2 separate regions of the Oryctolagus cuniculus genome follow, and region 2 is linked to region 1. A link is a contact called in public Micro-C data. All regions are on one chromosome and are shown on one strand. The core of a region is the stretch at or near the end of the contact, and the rest is flanking DNA. Distances in the headings are between cores, read along the strand shown.

Region 1 (7,837 bases), core at 3,588-6,087:
AGCACAGCAAAATAAAAATAAATAAATAAATAAATAAATAAATAAAAATAAAAAAATGTCAGGAAAGTAGAGAAGTTGAAGATTCTAATGTCTCCAAGAGCAGAGGCCAACTATTTTGTTCCCTGTTATATGTTTAGAAGAATACATGGCACAAAATAGGTGCTCAACGGGGACTTCTAGAATAAGTCAACTGGGTCACTGTGGTCTGGGGTTAGGTGTGAAAGCAAATCAAGTCACAAGAAATGACCTAAAAGTATAGGCTGGGTTCACGGACCTTGAGTTCACAGTAAAGGTGAAAATTAGGTACAACAGCAGAAGCAAGAGAAAAACAACAGGAAAAGGAAGCCGTGGTCAGAGAAAAGCTCTCAAATGTAACTTTCTCCTTGAAAGTTTTACAATCATCTCATGAAACCTGCCCCCTATCTGGACCTTGTTCAAGATTCATCAGTCTTATTGTACATTCAAGTTAATTCCATGTGCTGTCCTCTACTTTCGTCTTCCTGTTATTGACCATATTTTCCCAGTTGGGAAGTTGAGTCAAAAAGGGAAATGGCTTCTAAGTCCCAGAGAGAAAAACTGGATGCTGGAAACTTAACATTTCTGGTCCACATCTGCTTTCTGGAGATACCACACTAGATTTCAAACCTGGCATACACCCAAAGTGTTCAGTAAAATAACTTGCACTTGAAAGAGTGGTCATGTGAATGAGTAAACAAAGTTAGGAGGGAACACAGCCCACTAGAGCAGAATTCAAGAACACATGATTTAAACACTGCTGAGGCTCACTGGTCTGACAGAATGGCAAAAAATGAATTGGATAAGTAGTTCTCAAGTTAAAAAGCACCTAGGATTAGTAAAGCAACTGAGATGCGATAAGCCCTAAGGGAAGGTCACTATGAATAAAAAGAAACAGGAAATTTTGAAATGAAAAATTACCATGGGGCAGGTGTATGGGAAAGCAATTAACACATTGCTGGGGCTCCCACACCCCATATTAAAGTGCCCATGTTTGAGTCCTGGCTACGCTTCAGATTCACCTTCCTAACGCACACCCTAGGAAGCAGCAGCTGATAACACAAATACTTGAGTTTCTATCACTCACAAGGGACACCTGGGTTGAATTCCCAGCTCCTGGCTCAGCCTAGCTGTTGCAAGCATTTGGGAAGCAGTAGTTGCAGATCTGTTTCTCTCTTTGCCTTCCAAATAAATAAGAAGTTTTTTAAAAAATTTACTTATTTGAAAGAGTTAGAGAGGGAGAGACAAGTCTTCCAGGCCTGGTTCACTACCCAGATGGTGGCTGCCTACACCTAGGCCAGACAGGAGCCTAGAACCATCAGAGTCTCCCACAAGGGAAGAAGGGCCCCAGCACACTTGAACCAACTTTCACTGCTTTCCCCAGCATGAATAGCAGGGGCTGGACTGGAAGTGGAGCATGCTTATACAGGATGATAACATTGCAGGCTGCAGCTTAATCCACTGTGCCACAATATGGGCCTCAAAATAAAATGTTTTAAATTGTCATATTCAATGGGGATTGGTGTAGGCCAAGATGAATCCAGAATCTTGGTATCATATAGAACCAGTCTAAAGAGCAGGGGGTCCAGCCTCAGTATTGCCTACAATGCCAATGCCAGCACCAGTATCCCATAGGAGCCCTGGCTGGTGGTACTGGCAGCTCCACTTCCAATCCAGCTTCCTGCTAATGTGCCTGGGAAAGCAGCAGCAGAAGGTACAAGTAGCTGGGCCCCGGTTATCCACTTGAGAGACTCGGATGAAGTTCCAGGCTCCTGGCTTCAGCATGGCCAAGCTCTGGCCATTGTGGCCATTTGGGGAGTGAACCAGAGAATGGAAGCTTTCTCTCCCTCTCTGCCTTTCAAATAAGTAAATAAGAGCAGGAAGAGGATACACTCAATTTAAAAAATGTATTTGACAGAGATTTCCAATCAGAAGCTAGTTAAAGGCAACATTTTATTAACATTTATTACATGCCAAACATTGATCCAAGTACACAGTATCAGGTAAGTGCTATTATCACCATTGTTACTTTATAGATGGGAAAACTAAAGCACAGAGTGAACAATTTACCCAAAGTCACTAGCAGTAAGAGCTGAACTTGGGCAAAGAGCTGAAGGTTTGTGCCCTCCCCAAATTCATATGGTGAAATCCTAACACCCGGTATGAAGGTGCCAGGAGGTGGGGCTTTGGGGAGATAAATGAGCTCTGCGAGGGTGGAGCCTTTATGAATGGGATCAGTGATAAAGGAACCCCAGGGAGCTCTCTTTTTCAGCCCTGTGAGGCTGCAAGCAGAAAATGGGTATCTGCAACCTGTAAGAAGGCTCTCAGGAGAACCTGACCAGCTGGCAGCCTCCCGAACTCTGAGATTTATTATTTCTGTTGTTTATAAGCCACCAGTCTGAGGCCTGACCCCCCCGAGAGTGCCAGGATTTGAGCTCCAAAATGTTAGTGAGATTACAGACATTCACCATTCAATGAATATTTAACCAACATTGTTATATTCTAGACATTGTGCGTTTTTCCAGGTGGGAAAGGAGAGAGAGGGTAGATAATGAGTAAGGTATTACTCGGACACTAAGCAAATAATTACTAGCATGACGAATCAGAAAAGAGAGTGATAAATTACAGGTAAGTAGGAGGAGTGGATGAGGGAAAAAACTACCAGGGGAAAGGAATGGCATGTGTTTACATGCCTTGGAGCAAAAAGAGACTGTGGTAGGGACAGAGAGAGAAAAACACGTTGGAGTGCAGAGAGCTAGGCAGTTGGAGAGGGTGTGGAGGAAGACAAGTCCAGATAATAGAACTCACACTGTGTGGTAGCCAAAGGGTAGACCATTCAAGGACCCAAAGCAAGGTAGCAACTTAACCAGAACTGTCTTTTAAAAGATTACTGTAGTGGGGACGGTGCTGTGGCACAGTGGGTTAACGCCGTGGCCTTAAGCGCCAGCATCTCACATGGGCGCCGGTTCGAGACTTGGCTGCTCCACTTCTGATCCAGCTCTCTGCTATGGCCTGGGAAAGCAGTAGAAGATGGCCCAAGCCCCTGGGCCCCCGCACCCATGTAGGAGACCCTGAAGAAGCTCCTGGCTCCTGGCTTCAGATTGGTCCAGCTCCAGCCATTGCGGCCATCTGGGGAGTGAACCAGCGAATGCAAGATCTCTCTCTCTGCCTCTCCTTCTCTCTCTCTCTGTAACTCTTTCAAATAAATAAATAAATCTTAAAAAAATAAAAAATTACTGTGGTGTCAGTGCAGCAAATGGACTGGATTGAGGCAAGGGCAATTTCTGAGGTCCTGGATGGGGCTTATCATGAGCCATCAAGCAAGAGATGAAGGCAGCTTAGACTAGAGGTAGGAAGGAAACAGAGTTCACAATTCACTTTTTCAGGAAGCAGACAAGTCTAAGTGACTCTGATCTGTTAGAGATCCGTAAAGTTTCTGGCTTGAACTGAGCAGATGGAGAGAATGCACTTTACTGAGCCAAGGCTATGGGAAAAAAGGTTTTGGAAGGAATATGATACTACGAGTACAGGTTGACATTCCTCAGTCATCCAAATGAACTGCAGCAAAGGCAGTTGGAAATAACGTGTCCACGTTCGAGAGGAAGGCTTTGGCTTGAGTTTTAGGATCAGACAGGTCTTTGACAGAGGACACCTGAGGCCCTGGAAGAGTATGAGACAGCCTTACAAAGCACAGGAGGGGCACTCAAAAGCGGCCCAGGGAGCCCATTACACGAGTGGGGGTAAAGCAAGGACAGGAGGCTGCGACTGCCCACGAGCTAACAGGTGGAGTCGCTGAAAAGGCGTTTACCATGGGTAGAAATAAGCATGGTTAAAATATTGGTGCAGAGATGGCAGGAAGGAAAGCCTGCAAACAACTAACGGAAAGGGGATGGCCAGCAACAGGAAGGAGAACTCTCTTCCTAGCAGAAGTCAGTGGGTAGCAGGGCCAGGTCTACTCCAGAAAGACAAGTCGGCTTCAAGGGACACGACTTCACCCAGGGAGAGGCCTGCAGGAGCGGAGAGGAGACTCGGTGGTTGGCCTTGGGCGACCTGGGGGAGCAGTGCCAGCAGCCTGGAGGCCACGGAAGTCACAGTGTCAGCCTTAGGGTGGGGGTGGGTGCGCAAACCACTGCGGCAGAAAGGCGGCGAAAAGAGAATGAGGCACAGGATGTCGCCCCAAGAAGGGCGGGCAGGTGGGGTGGGGCCGAATTTCGAGCGCCGAGGAGGAGCAACCTCGCTCCGACCGAACCCCAAGACGGGCTGCCCACGTCGCAGGGCTCAACCGCGAATTCCGGAGCCCCTGCCTTCCGGACAAAGAACGACCCCGCTCGCGGCCGCTGGGCAGCCCGCGCCACCAAGGCCCTGCGACGCCCCCCGCGGCCTGCTCGAGCGCCAGCGCCCAAGCCAGGCCCCGGGCCTGCGGGTGCCGGCCGAGGCGCGGTGGCCCTCGCTCCCCTGCCCGGTGGCCGCCGCACCCACACCGTCCCCGCCGTGTTTGAAAGTTCCCGGGCCGGCGGCGCGCGGGGGCTCACCGTGGCCGCCCTAGAGCCCGCCGCTTACCGCCTCGGGGTAGGCCTGCGGGGGGTTTCCAGCCAGTCACCTAGAACCCTTGGGAATTCCCCCACCGGGTCACACACCAACCCCGCTTCCTCCTGCAAATTTCCGCCGCGGGGTTTCAGCGCCCCGAACGCCACGCCGGGGTAGAGAGCGCTCCTCCCCGCACGGGTCTCAGCCCTCGCCGCCCGGCCCCTTCCCCGCTGAGCCCCGCTCCGCCTGGCGCGAAGGAGCCCGAAGGCCTTCGGCAAGTTCCGCCTCCAACGCGGGGGCGGGGCCGCTCGAGCCGCTCCGGGCCGCGCTCGGCTGTTTCCGTGCGCAGCCGCTGCGCACTCGGCACTGGGCGGCGCTGGCTGGCTCCCTGGCTGCGGCTCCTCAGTCGGCGGCGGCTGCTGCTGCCTGTGGCCCGGGCGGCTGGGAGAAGCGGAGTGTTGGTGAGTGACGCGGCGGAGGTGTAGTTTGACGCGGTGTGTTACGTGGGGGAGAGAATAAAACTCCAGCGAGATCCGGGCCGCGAACGAAAGCAGTGACGGAGGAGCTTGTACCACCGGTAAGAGGAGCAGGAGGAGGAGGCAGGAGCCGGAGAGAGCCGGGGGGACGGAGGGGGGACGGGGAGGCGCCGGACACCCGCGCTCGGGGCCTTCCCCTCGCAGGAGGGGCCGCGGTAAAGATGGAGCCTCCGCCCGAGCCCCACAACATCGCCGCCGCTCGCAGCGAACAAAGAATAATGGCGGCGGACTGGAGCCAGCGGCGGCCGGGGCGGCAGCGACTCTGCCTGCAGCCAGCGGCGGCGCTCATGGCGGGGGGCGGCGGGCGGGCAGCGGGGTGGGAGCCGGCGGCCGGGGTGTGTGTGCGGGCGGGCGGGCGAGCGAGCGGGCGGGCGGGCGGGCGGCCTCGGCGAGCTGGCGCCCGCGTTCCCGCCGCCGCCGCCGGGCCGGGCGCGGAGCCGGGAGCCGGGAGCCGCCCCGGGGGAGGCCGCCCGCCCGGCCCGGCGCTGCCCCCCGCGCCGCCCGCTCGCTCGCTCGCTCGCCCGCCGGCCGGCCCCCGCCGCCCGCCTCGCCCCCGGCCCGGCCCGGCCCGACTCGGCCCGGCGGGGCAGCCGCGGCCGGGGAGCCCGTGGGGGGTGGAGAAGGAAGAAGAAGGCGACGGTCGAGGGCAGAGGAGGTGAAGGTGCCTGCCGCCTTCCCGGTAGCCTCCGAGCCCGGCGTGCCCGCTTCGCGCGGGCAAGAGCCGCAGCGTCTGATCCGCTCTCCCCTCCACGCTCTTTTGTGCAATAAAGTTCGAACCCCAAGCTTTCTTCTCGTGCTGTATTTTTCTTGGTGCCCTTTTCCGCCCCCCGCTCCCGCAACGTTGGGGAAAGGCTGTCTTCTGCCCTTTTGCCGCTCAATTGAGATGATGAGAGGTCGTGCTTTTTTTAGGGAATTTTTGACTCTTTCCCTTACTGCCCCCTCCCCCCCGCTTCTTTTTTTAAAAGTCAGTAGCCATGGAAATGCATTCTTTTTGGAAGGAACGGGGTGCTAAGAAAAACATTTGTAATAACTTTAAGAAAAAAAAAAGAAACCTGTTGGGATCTTGTAAAAGGGAAGCTGGTGTTTGAAACAGTTTCGGTTTTAACCCTTTTCAGTTAGGTAGTAACCAGTTGAGGTCTAACATTCTGAAACACTTCGTTGAAACGAGCATTCGCAGACGTACTTTTGTTTTGCATCACTTTGAGGGGGGTGCACACATGTCAGCTGGGTGAGTCACCTGGGTCTCTCCTCACCCCCTACCAAGTTTCCCACGGATCTCTTTATAAACTTTAATGAGAAATGGATGTCCTAACAGTGCTAAAAGTAGACATTAACAGTATCCATGATCTGTCTTGCATACAGTGGGGAACCCCATTCTGTAATTTAAGCCACAAAACTTACTTTTCTTCGTCTTTTGAGAAAAGGGACAGCAGTAAAGTCACTGACACAAGGTTAAAACACCACATTTTTAAAGGACGTGCAGTATGACCTACTTAGATTTGTCGCTCCTTACCGAGTTTCACTCTAGCCTTAGCTTGCCCTTAGGTCTGTCTTCTGAAGGTTTAGTGTAAGATCCTTTTCGGTAGCTGCCTATTGACAACTTGTACTTTTAAGCATTTCCTGATTTAAAAGTGAAGCCCCAAACGGTCGTTTTAGATGGTGAGAGAGATGAACAGATAATTTGTTCTAAAAATACTCACCTGTCACTGTGTGATTGAATTGTGATTGATACATGCAAGGCTTCTTCTGGTTTAGGGGTAAATCCTGACCGGCGGGAGCAGCATTCTCTTCTGACTTTCCTGTATCTAAGTCAGTTTTCTTGTAGTTGTGTTGCTAGTCTTTAAAAGACCACATTGGCAATTTGTCATTGCTGAGAAACTTGAGAAGATGCAAATAAAGGGAATTTCCTTTTTTATTTCCAAACACTGAAGAAGTTATTGGTGGTGGTAGATTACTGTTTTTTCCTTAATAAATTTTTCCTGCAAACCAGTTAGATTTTTTTTCTGAGTTTTTTAAAAAGTTTCTAGTGCATTCCTTCTTCAGTCTTATCCAAAAGGTCTTTAAAATTTATAGATTCATAATTTTTGAATATTAGCAAATCCAAGTGAGATTTCTCAAACTTTTATAGTCATTAATATTTGAACATTCACCAGGAACATGGCATGAAATTAAACCTCTGTGCTGTCCTAGGTTCAGTAAAAATTACAGCTGGGTCTACTTAAATTTTTTTTTTTTAGTGGACACTTGCATTTAGAAAGCTAATGAATTCTTTGTGACATAATTTTCCTGAAGAGTGTTCTTTTGGAACTTAAAACTCTATAATGTTACTACTTTTGAACGACTTTTCCTCACATAACAGCCTGAAAAAAAACTTAACCCATTATGTCCCATTGCACTGTGTAAAGAACAACTCTAAATACTTAAATTGAATAACAAATATATCACTAGTGGTAACTTTGAGATAAATGTTAAGTCATTGAAATATTCACAGAAAATGGAAACTTGGGGCTTAAAGCCTGATTCATGAAATGGTACCTTTTTCTTTTTGAAACTAATTAGATGTGATTAGTGGATAATTTGTTTTCTTCAAAAAGAAATGGCTTTATTTTGTCTCATTCTAAGTTATTTGGTTTTGTTTCTGTACAGCATGTTATAATGAAACCAGCTGTTCCATTTCACATCATTTAAGTATTTTCCCCACAGTGCAGAAAATTATTTACATGTAACTTAATGCTTATAGTGTGTCACTAGAATTTATA
Region 2 (7,837 bases), core at 2,276-4,775, 440 kb before region 1:
CAATGACTTTGTCACAGACTCACTGACTATTAAGCAGGACAATTATCCTACATCCTAAGTTTAAAATAAAATCCCCTAAATAGTCCATCTTCAATTTCCTGATGCACAGATGTTCTTGGGTTTATCATCCAAGCCACCCTTTCTCTAGAAACCAAATCAGATTATCAGAATCTCCATATTTTGCTCATCTCCCTGAGGCCAGGTACACCGTTCACTTTAAGAAAAACATCTAATAATTACTCTTTATTTGACCTCTAAAATCTGATTATCCAAGAGCATCAGGAAACTTCCCCCTGCCTGGGGTTCTTTGTAGCAACCTTCTCAAGTTGTTTTGAGCAAACAGTCTCAACATTTCACCATCTGATGGTTGGTTTGGAACAAACAGTTCCGTATAACCACCACTACCCCTCACACTCAGAAACTGCAAGAGGATTTGGGGAGGAGGAGGAAGGAAGAGATAGAGTTAAAGGTTTCTGCCATTGCTCTATGTAGTGCAGCTGTGACTGGAGAGTTCTGAGCAGGAGGCTCCTGAGAGTGCTATCTTGCGCTTATAAAGTGCTTTTCCACAAGTTGCATTTCAGAAGGACCTGAAATAAGCATGCCTCTGAAATAACTTGGCCAAGAGCTTTAAGGTGAGGGTGCTTGACAGTTGGAGGCAGTTAAGGCAAGGAATAAGCAGGGAACTCAGATGGTGAAAATCTCTTTGCCTGCAGACACTAAGCTGGAGATTCCAGTGAAAGGGGGGAGGAGTAGAGAGGGAGGGGGAGTGGGAGGGAGCAGCAGGAAGAGCTGAGTGGGACTCTGAGGAAACAATAGATGGAAGAGATCCTCTGATGGCCAAGCCCATGATGTTGCCTTGCAGATCTGGAGTTCCTCCCAGATCTCTCTTTTCTCGATCTCTCCAACCAGATCTAGAAAAGCAGGTCTTTTCAGGAGAGGCCTTCCCCGAAGCAATCTCTACTAACTGCAAAAACTTGAGCCAAAAACAAAGTTGTGTGATTCATCAGGAGGGAACGCTGTAACAAATAAAGCCAACTTTCTTCCCTCCGAAACTGCTCTGCTTAACAGTTAGTCACAAACAAGGGCTGCCTTGGGCAGGCTGACTAAATCAACAGATCCCCTTCCCTAACCTGTCTAGACAGTTGTTAATATGCAACTGATGTGACACCAGCGAGCTGACAGCATGAAATGAAGGCTATTTCAGAAATGAAATCCTGGCAACATTTTGGTTTAATTAGCATGTGAAAAAAGAAGAGGAAAAAGATTGATGGAGTGAGTGCCTTCATGAGAGATAGTCTTGTTAAAGATGCATTGAAGAAATGCTTTATGCTAAAAATGTATCAAGTGTGTTTACAGAGAGCCAAAGTCCAGAGTATCTGCCAGCATCCTTGAAGAGGAATGCATGTGCTGACACACAGACACCAGAAGCCAATACCTGGAGGAAAACTCACAGCTTCTAATCAGGAGAGAACAACAACTAGTAACAATGGTTCAGGCAGAGGATCCTTGTTGCCACTCCAGCTCCTTCTACCAAAAGCCAAACCTCTCTCGATGAAAGCAACAACTGTTACATCCCAGCCCCAAGCTGGCAAATCCTGCTTTGGATGCTGGCAGAGGAAATTCAGCCGTTCATTAGCCTTAACAAGCTGCTGTCACTGAGCCTGAGCGGAGAAGTTACATGAGCAGCCACACACCAAGCCTCTTGCAGCCCTCCCCAAGGGCAAGTGGCTTTCTGCAGCACCGACTGTACAAGTTCACACTTCCGATGTGCAAATCTGGACTGTCTTCCTGGACTTTCCATGGTGCACACTCCGGGGTTTTTAAATACCCGTGCTCCCCCCGCCCCCACCCACCATCTTCCCTGCAGAATGTCCCCTCAGCAGCTCCTAATCGCTGCTGGAAAAACCACCGTTTCCGCAGCAGACCCAGCCCTTTTCACTGACCAGCACTTTACTGGACTTCACAAAGCCCGGTGAACTTGTCCCCAGCCCCGCTTCATCCTCGCTGGGACACCCAGCCAACTTAGTGTCCGTGCCCTCAGCATCCTAGGAGTTTCCTAACTAGTCCTCTAAGACAGAGTCCCGGGCATGGAAGCACATGCCACCCTTTGTCCGAGCTTGTGCCATCTAACTGGAGAGGGACCCCAGTGAGAGAGGAGAGGAGAGAGAGAGAGAGAGAGAAGGGCAGGGGCAAAGGGTGTTTTCTCTCCGGAGGCATTACACTGGGGAAGCCCAGGATGCATTGTCAGCCCAAGACAGACACATCTTCCATCCTCCTTGTAGATATCCCTGAGTATCTTTTGTCACTTGCTCTGCTGCCTTCTGCCCACGTTCTAATCTCAAAAGCAAGCTCCTATTCCTTTATTGACATTAGCTCCTTACCGGGAAAACACTCCTGCCCCAACATCCCCCACCCCCATCTGACAGTCGTCAGCACCAGTTGAAAGAGATGAACCTGATTAAGGTACCAAGAAGGTAGAGCTCCTGCACGTACTGACGTGGTATCCTGTCAGCGATCGCTCCTAAAACCCCAAACCCCCTTCCCACCCGGCTCCTCCGAACCCCAGAAGTTCGGCAGATCTGTTCGGGGAGGGGGGTGGGTGACAGGGAGCCCCCACAACGTGTGCGCAAGGATGTGTGTTGGTGACTGAAACGCAGGCAGCTGGGACCCGCTGCTCCGCAAAGCACACTACCGGTACTGGGGCCGGTGGAGAGGTAAGCGCATAGGACTGTTGCAGAAAACATTTTAAACAAAATACAGTCCAAAGAGATATAAAAGAAAAATAAAATGAACAAACAAAAATTCAACCCCAGCCCACACCAACGCAGCCCCTTCGTCTCCACCGACACACGATTTACACAAGTAATTTAAATCATTCACCTGCTGCCAGGTCTCCTCCAGGGATGGCAAAGCTGAGAAGTAGCCGGTGTCGTGGACAAGTTGTAGCTCCTGGAATATACTATAACTAGCCAACACGTCCATGCTGCTGCCGCCGGGCACAACGCGAGGAGACACCCTCCCCCGGACACAGTCGGGGCTGTTTGTTTGTCAGTCTGTCTGGCTCACCCCCCAAGAAGGCAGACATCCAGTGGCCCTTTTGTTTTTGTTTTGTTTCAGTCAACTATAAAGGAAAAAAAAATCAATGCAGGAGAGAGGGAGCGAGGAGGTGAGAGAGGAGAGAGTGAGCGGGGTGGATGGAGCGAGGCATCCAGCGTGTACAGTGCAGACGGCTGCCAGGAAAGGGGACTTCACGGGAGTAACAATTCCCTTCCAGGGCTCTGATCACTCCGGCGCGTGGATCAGGACGGGGGATGCAAACTCACTGACACGAAGCTGCCATCTATTTCTGCAGCGCTGTTCGCTCCTAATGCAATCTTTGCTCTTTATTTTGGGAGGTTGCATTTTTTTTTCTCGCGATCGCTTCTCTCTCTCCCCCTTCCCTTCCCTCCCCACCCCCCACCCCAGCCTTGCTAGTTTGTAGTCTCTCCCCCCTCCCCTTTTCTCCTCCTCCTGCTCTTCCCCCTCCCCAAACTCCCTCCCTCCGCCCAGCTCTGCGCGCAGCCGTGGGATCTCGGAGGAGGGCGTCTATTAGGCCGCGTGTGACCATGTAAGGTAAACAGGGGGCTCATGAAGTCACTCAGGGCCAATGGGGAGCGCGGAGCGGGGCCCGGGGCGGAGCCTGGCCCCGGCGGCGGGCACCGATTGGCGCGCTGCGGATCTCCCTGCTGCCTTACAAGGCGGCGCGATGCGAGCTATTTTTAGAGGGCTATATAAGGGGGTTGAGGCGGCCGCGCTGCGGCCGGGGAGCGTGAGCGCGAGGGACGGGGCGGGCTGCGGCGACGCTCGCGCCGGCTCCCGGGACGCCGAAGCGGCCGGGCTCGGGCTGCGCGCCGGCCTCCGACCCGCGCCCTGGTGCCCGATGGAGCCCCGCGCGCTCGCAGCCCGCGTCCCTAGGCGGGCAAGGGGTCGCGCGCTGCCGTAGTGGTCCTGACGCGACCGGGCAGGAGAGTGCTGGGTTAGGGAGGCTTCCTGCAGGAGAACCGGGCTGGGAGGCGCGGGGAAGCCGGCGGGGGCGAGGACATGTCCCACCCCGCCTCCTGCCGTGGCCCTGGCGGGCGACCGCGAGCGAGAGGCGGCGCCAAGGAGGTCCTCACGTACTCATAAACAAACAGAAAAGGGAGGAAAGGCACCAAAAGTCCCTTCACGAATTCCTCACGGCTGCCATGGTGCAGGGCAGCAGCGCCTGAGGAGGAAGTGCCACACAATGGCAGAGAACAAAGGCGAGCGGTGTGAGGAGAGCCGCCTGCGCCCGCCCCCGCGCCGCGCGCTGTCCCCGCCCCGTGCGCGCGCCCGCCACTTCCCGCGCGCTCCTTCCGACCCGGCCGGGGTGACTGCGAGGGGCGCTAGGGCTTGAGGGCGGCGTCGGAGACTGGAGGTGGCGGGGCCTTGCTGTGTGGCTCTCGGCCGCGGTGTCTGCACGCTGCGTTGAGGCGAGGAGCCTTAGGAGCCGGCGCATAGACACAAATAGGAGACATGGTGTTAGCTGAGCTGTGAGGGCTGACCAAGGGCTTGCTTGACCTTAAATGGTTAGTGTTGGTTCAAGTTTCCCCCAAATGCACTGTGAACAGAACTTCTACTTTTTGAAAGATTGCAGAATTTTGTACTTCGTTCTAGCCATAACGGAAGGAAACACATTCACCTTAATCCACTTCCTCCTGTCGCCTTCCTTTCACTACATGGGACTTGGTATCACAATATGGGAAAGATTCTGCTTTGTGGAACAACTTGAAATTTAGTATTTACCAGGGAAAATGAAACAGGAATAACTGGAATGGAGGAATGTCTGACTAATTTACTTGTTAGCATCTGGAATTCTGGTTGGGCAGATTTACAGCATTCGTTGTGTAATTTGTGATTTTAATAAAATGATGGCTGTGTAGGATGTCCAGGGAGGCTCCTCTTTACCGGTTGTGTGACTTTCAGTAAATTAACAGATCAGAGCTTCTGCCTGCCACTGTAAGAAACCAGAATACTTGGACCCATGGGGGCCGAGGTGGGGGCATATCAGAATCTTAGAGACGGCAGGGAGAGGAGGTAGAAAGCCCTTGCTGCTTACTTATAAGGTCCTCTCTCCTGCACCCCCACACCATACTAGTAGGATAGGGAAATGAGCAGAAGGCCATTGAGAAGCACAGGACGGAAGCTATGTTCATAGAAGGAAATTCCATAAAGGAGGCAAAAGACGGGGCAAGAACAAAGTATCTGATTTGGTGTTGGAGACTCAAGTGAGCTTTTTTGTGAGCGTGTTACGTTGTTACCATTTTGGTACAAATAGAAACATGCTTGCTATCGTGTGAATTTAAAGATTTCAATAATAGCTGTTGGCCATTTATTAGGTACTTAGAATATTCTGTATATACCCAAATTTTCCTATGTGATGGTTCATTGAATCTCAGGAGAACCCCAAGATAGGCACTTTCACTATCCCCCAGTTCTGTGGCAGAAGACACCAGGTTTGGATATAACCAGTAAGTTTGTTGGTCCCACAGTCAGGAAGTGGTCAAACTGGGGTTCAATCAGAAGCATCTGAATCCTAGGACTGGGGGACTGCTCCAGGCTTTTTGAGGCATTTATAAAAATTGGAAGGGAGCCTGGAGGAGTTCTGTTGAACTTTTCCCATGTAGATGTTAGCCATCCAACTTACAAAGGAACTCAACTAAAATTTTACAAAATAAATCCTGAAAATCCCGTTATAACCAGTTTTAGAAGGTTTGAAGAATATTTCAGAATTGGTTCTAAGAGATTTATGCAGCAAGGTGTTCCAAAAGGCATATTTTCAATAGTAGTCACACTTACTTACTTTTTCTAACCTAAAGACCCTGGGTTCATATTGCAAAACACATGCAAAGTATCCACATGTATGCAACAATCAACAAATTAAAATCACAAAGGAACTCTGGCAATCAAGTGAACCCAAAAAAGCAGCACTGTTACGACTACCACATATTAAATGACTTCTCAGTGCACACATTCATATCAGATCTTCACAACTATGTTGGGAAGCTACCACTGCTCCATTTTATATAGGTGAAAATACTGATGTTCAGAGAAGGCATATAATTTGCCCTCTATTATGTCTATTGTGTGGCAAATGCAGATTCAAATATAGGTCTGCCACCAAGTTCACTATGAGGTCTGTCTCCTCTACAGCATTGCTTTGGAGGACATTGATAATACTTCTAATAATATTATCCTTTGGAAGTAATGCTATAGGAAATAGTAGTAACTTGTAAGTTACTTCCCAAGGACTTAGAAATGAAGATAGTTTAGCTAAAATAATAAAGTTTCATACTTAAACAGAAACAAGGCATTGTTTCTTCCCACCAGGAAAGCTCTGCTTCATTAGTCAGGAAGCCCCATTATCCTGATGTGAATGGTACCAGGAAAGCCCCCTCAAAGGAAATCTTAAAACATGGGCCAAATTGCAGAGCAATTAGTTAAAAAAAAGATTTGCTTAGGACTTCATTTGGAAATAAAACTCTATGCTATTGAAATGCATTTATTCTCTACTATATCAACACAATTTATGTTGTTAAGCATAGCCATGTGCTAATTGAATTAATGAATAAATATTAAATCAAGAAACTTATTGTTGGCTTAATTTTCCCTACAGAATATAGCACCTGCTGGGGTTGAGAGCACCACACTCCAAAGTTTGTCACCTCAGATTGCTGAATATTTTGAGATGTAGGAGACTGGGAGAACTACAGAAGCAAGATGGTCTCTGATCTTCCCCTGGTCATTTAAGAGTTGTTTCTTCCATGAAGCTGTTCATGAAAACTAGAACCCTGTTTGGAAGCAAGTCATACAACCTAGGAAGGTCACTCTTCAATTTCCTTCCTTCTCCCTTGAAGATCCACCCTCATGTGACAGGTGTCCTGCTCGGCACCCACCCCCAGGCCAAGAAGAGTCTGAACAAATAAGCCTTGCTAAGTTCTGCCACCACCCCAGGCTTATTTCCCTTAGATCATGCCTCCTTTTGGCAATCATACTTCTACATGACTTCCATTCTTCATCAAACCTAAGCATAAAAATATACACTTTCCCCTGAGGGTTTGGGTCTTCATATCTGAAGTCTCTCATGCCAATGTAAAACTTTAATTAAATTTGTTATGCTTTCTCTTGTGAACCTGTGTTTTGTTATAGGAGTGTCAGCCATGAATTTGCGATGAGTGAAGACAAGATATTATTTTGCTCCTCTACACATCTTACAACAGGCTTTATTTCATATTTGACTTTCTTTTTTTAAATTTTTTTTCATAATTGACTTTCACAGCATGATCAAAAAGGGTCATTTTGTAAAAAATGTTAGAGAGCTGCCTAAGTTCTCCCAAAGGTCTCAGTTCTTTGATATTCAAAGTATGCTGAAGCAACAATAGAGTCATCACCAGTGTTGATTATACCTTCATTGTTAGTTTAATTCTAGATTCTCTTTTGCCACTGGTTTTATCAACCTCACTTTCACTGATACCCTGAAACCTTAAACTTGAGGCAAGATTTCCAATAGAATTGTATGTATTTGCACTGTAATGTAAATTTTGCCACCACAGGGTATGAATAGAACAGTATTTCATGTTCTAAGGACTTCTGCTTCCTACACTATCTTACTCTAATGGAAGAAAGTGTGAACTTAGGGAGCCTTTACGTCATAGAAAACAATTGTCAATGAGGTGTGGGCTGTTAAGTAAGATATCCGAAAGACATACTTTAAATTGAGGGAGAAAATGCATATGTGGCCACTTGAGAATTTTTTCATGATTGAGGAAAAAAAGGGGGT

The links. Hi-C and Micro-C count contacts between places; a contact is called where the count stands out from the background.
Region 2: a Micro-C map of ear pinna shows a contact between it and region 1, with 7 times the contacts expected there. The contact joins the promoter of KLF7 here to the promoter of CREB1 in region 1. A contact is called at or near these places in 2 of 6 Hi-C or Micro-C datasets (ear pinna and an unstated tissue).

What each region holds. Positions count from the first base shown.
Region 1 is chr3:32,261,889-32,269,725 of mOryCun1.1, reverse strand. It overlaps CREB1 (cAMP responsive element binding protein 1), which reads left to right and starts at 4,837. Exons shown (of 8, transcript XM_070070298.1): 1 at 4,837-5,003. LOC127491851 (a long non-coding RNA gene) reads right to left here and starts at 4,817. Exons shown (of 4, transcript XR_011387144.1): 1 at 4,576-4,817.
Region 2 is chr3:32,705,118-32,712,954 of mOryCun1.1, reverse strand. KLF7 (KLF transcription factor 7) reads right to left here and starts at 3,525. Exons shown (of 4, transcript XM_051848248.2): 1 at 2,881-3,525. The coding sequence starts at 2,982. It overlaps LOC127491571 (a long non-coding RNA gene), which reads left to right and starts at 3,450. Exons shown (of 2, transcript XR_007920306.2): 1 at 3,450-3,612; 2 at 6,674-7,184.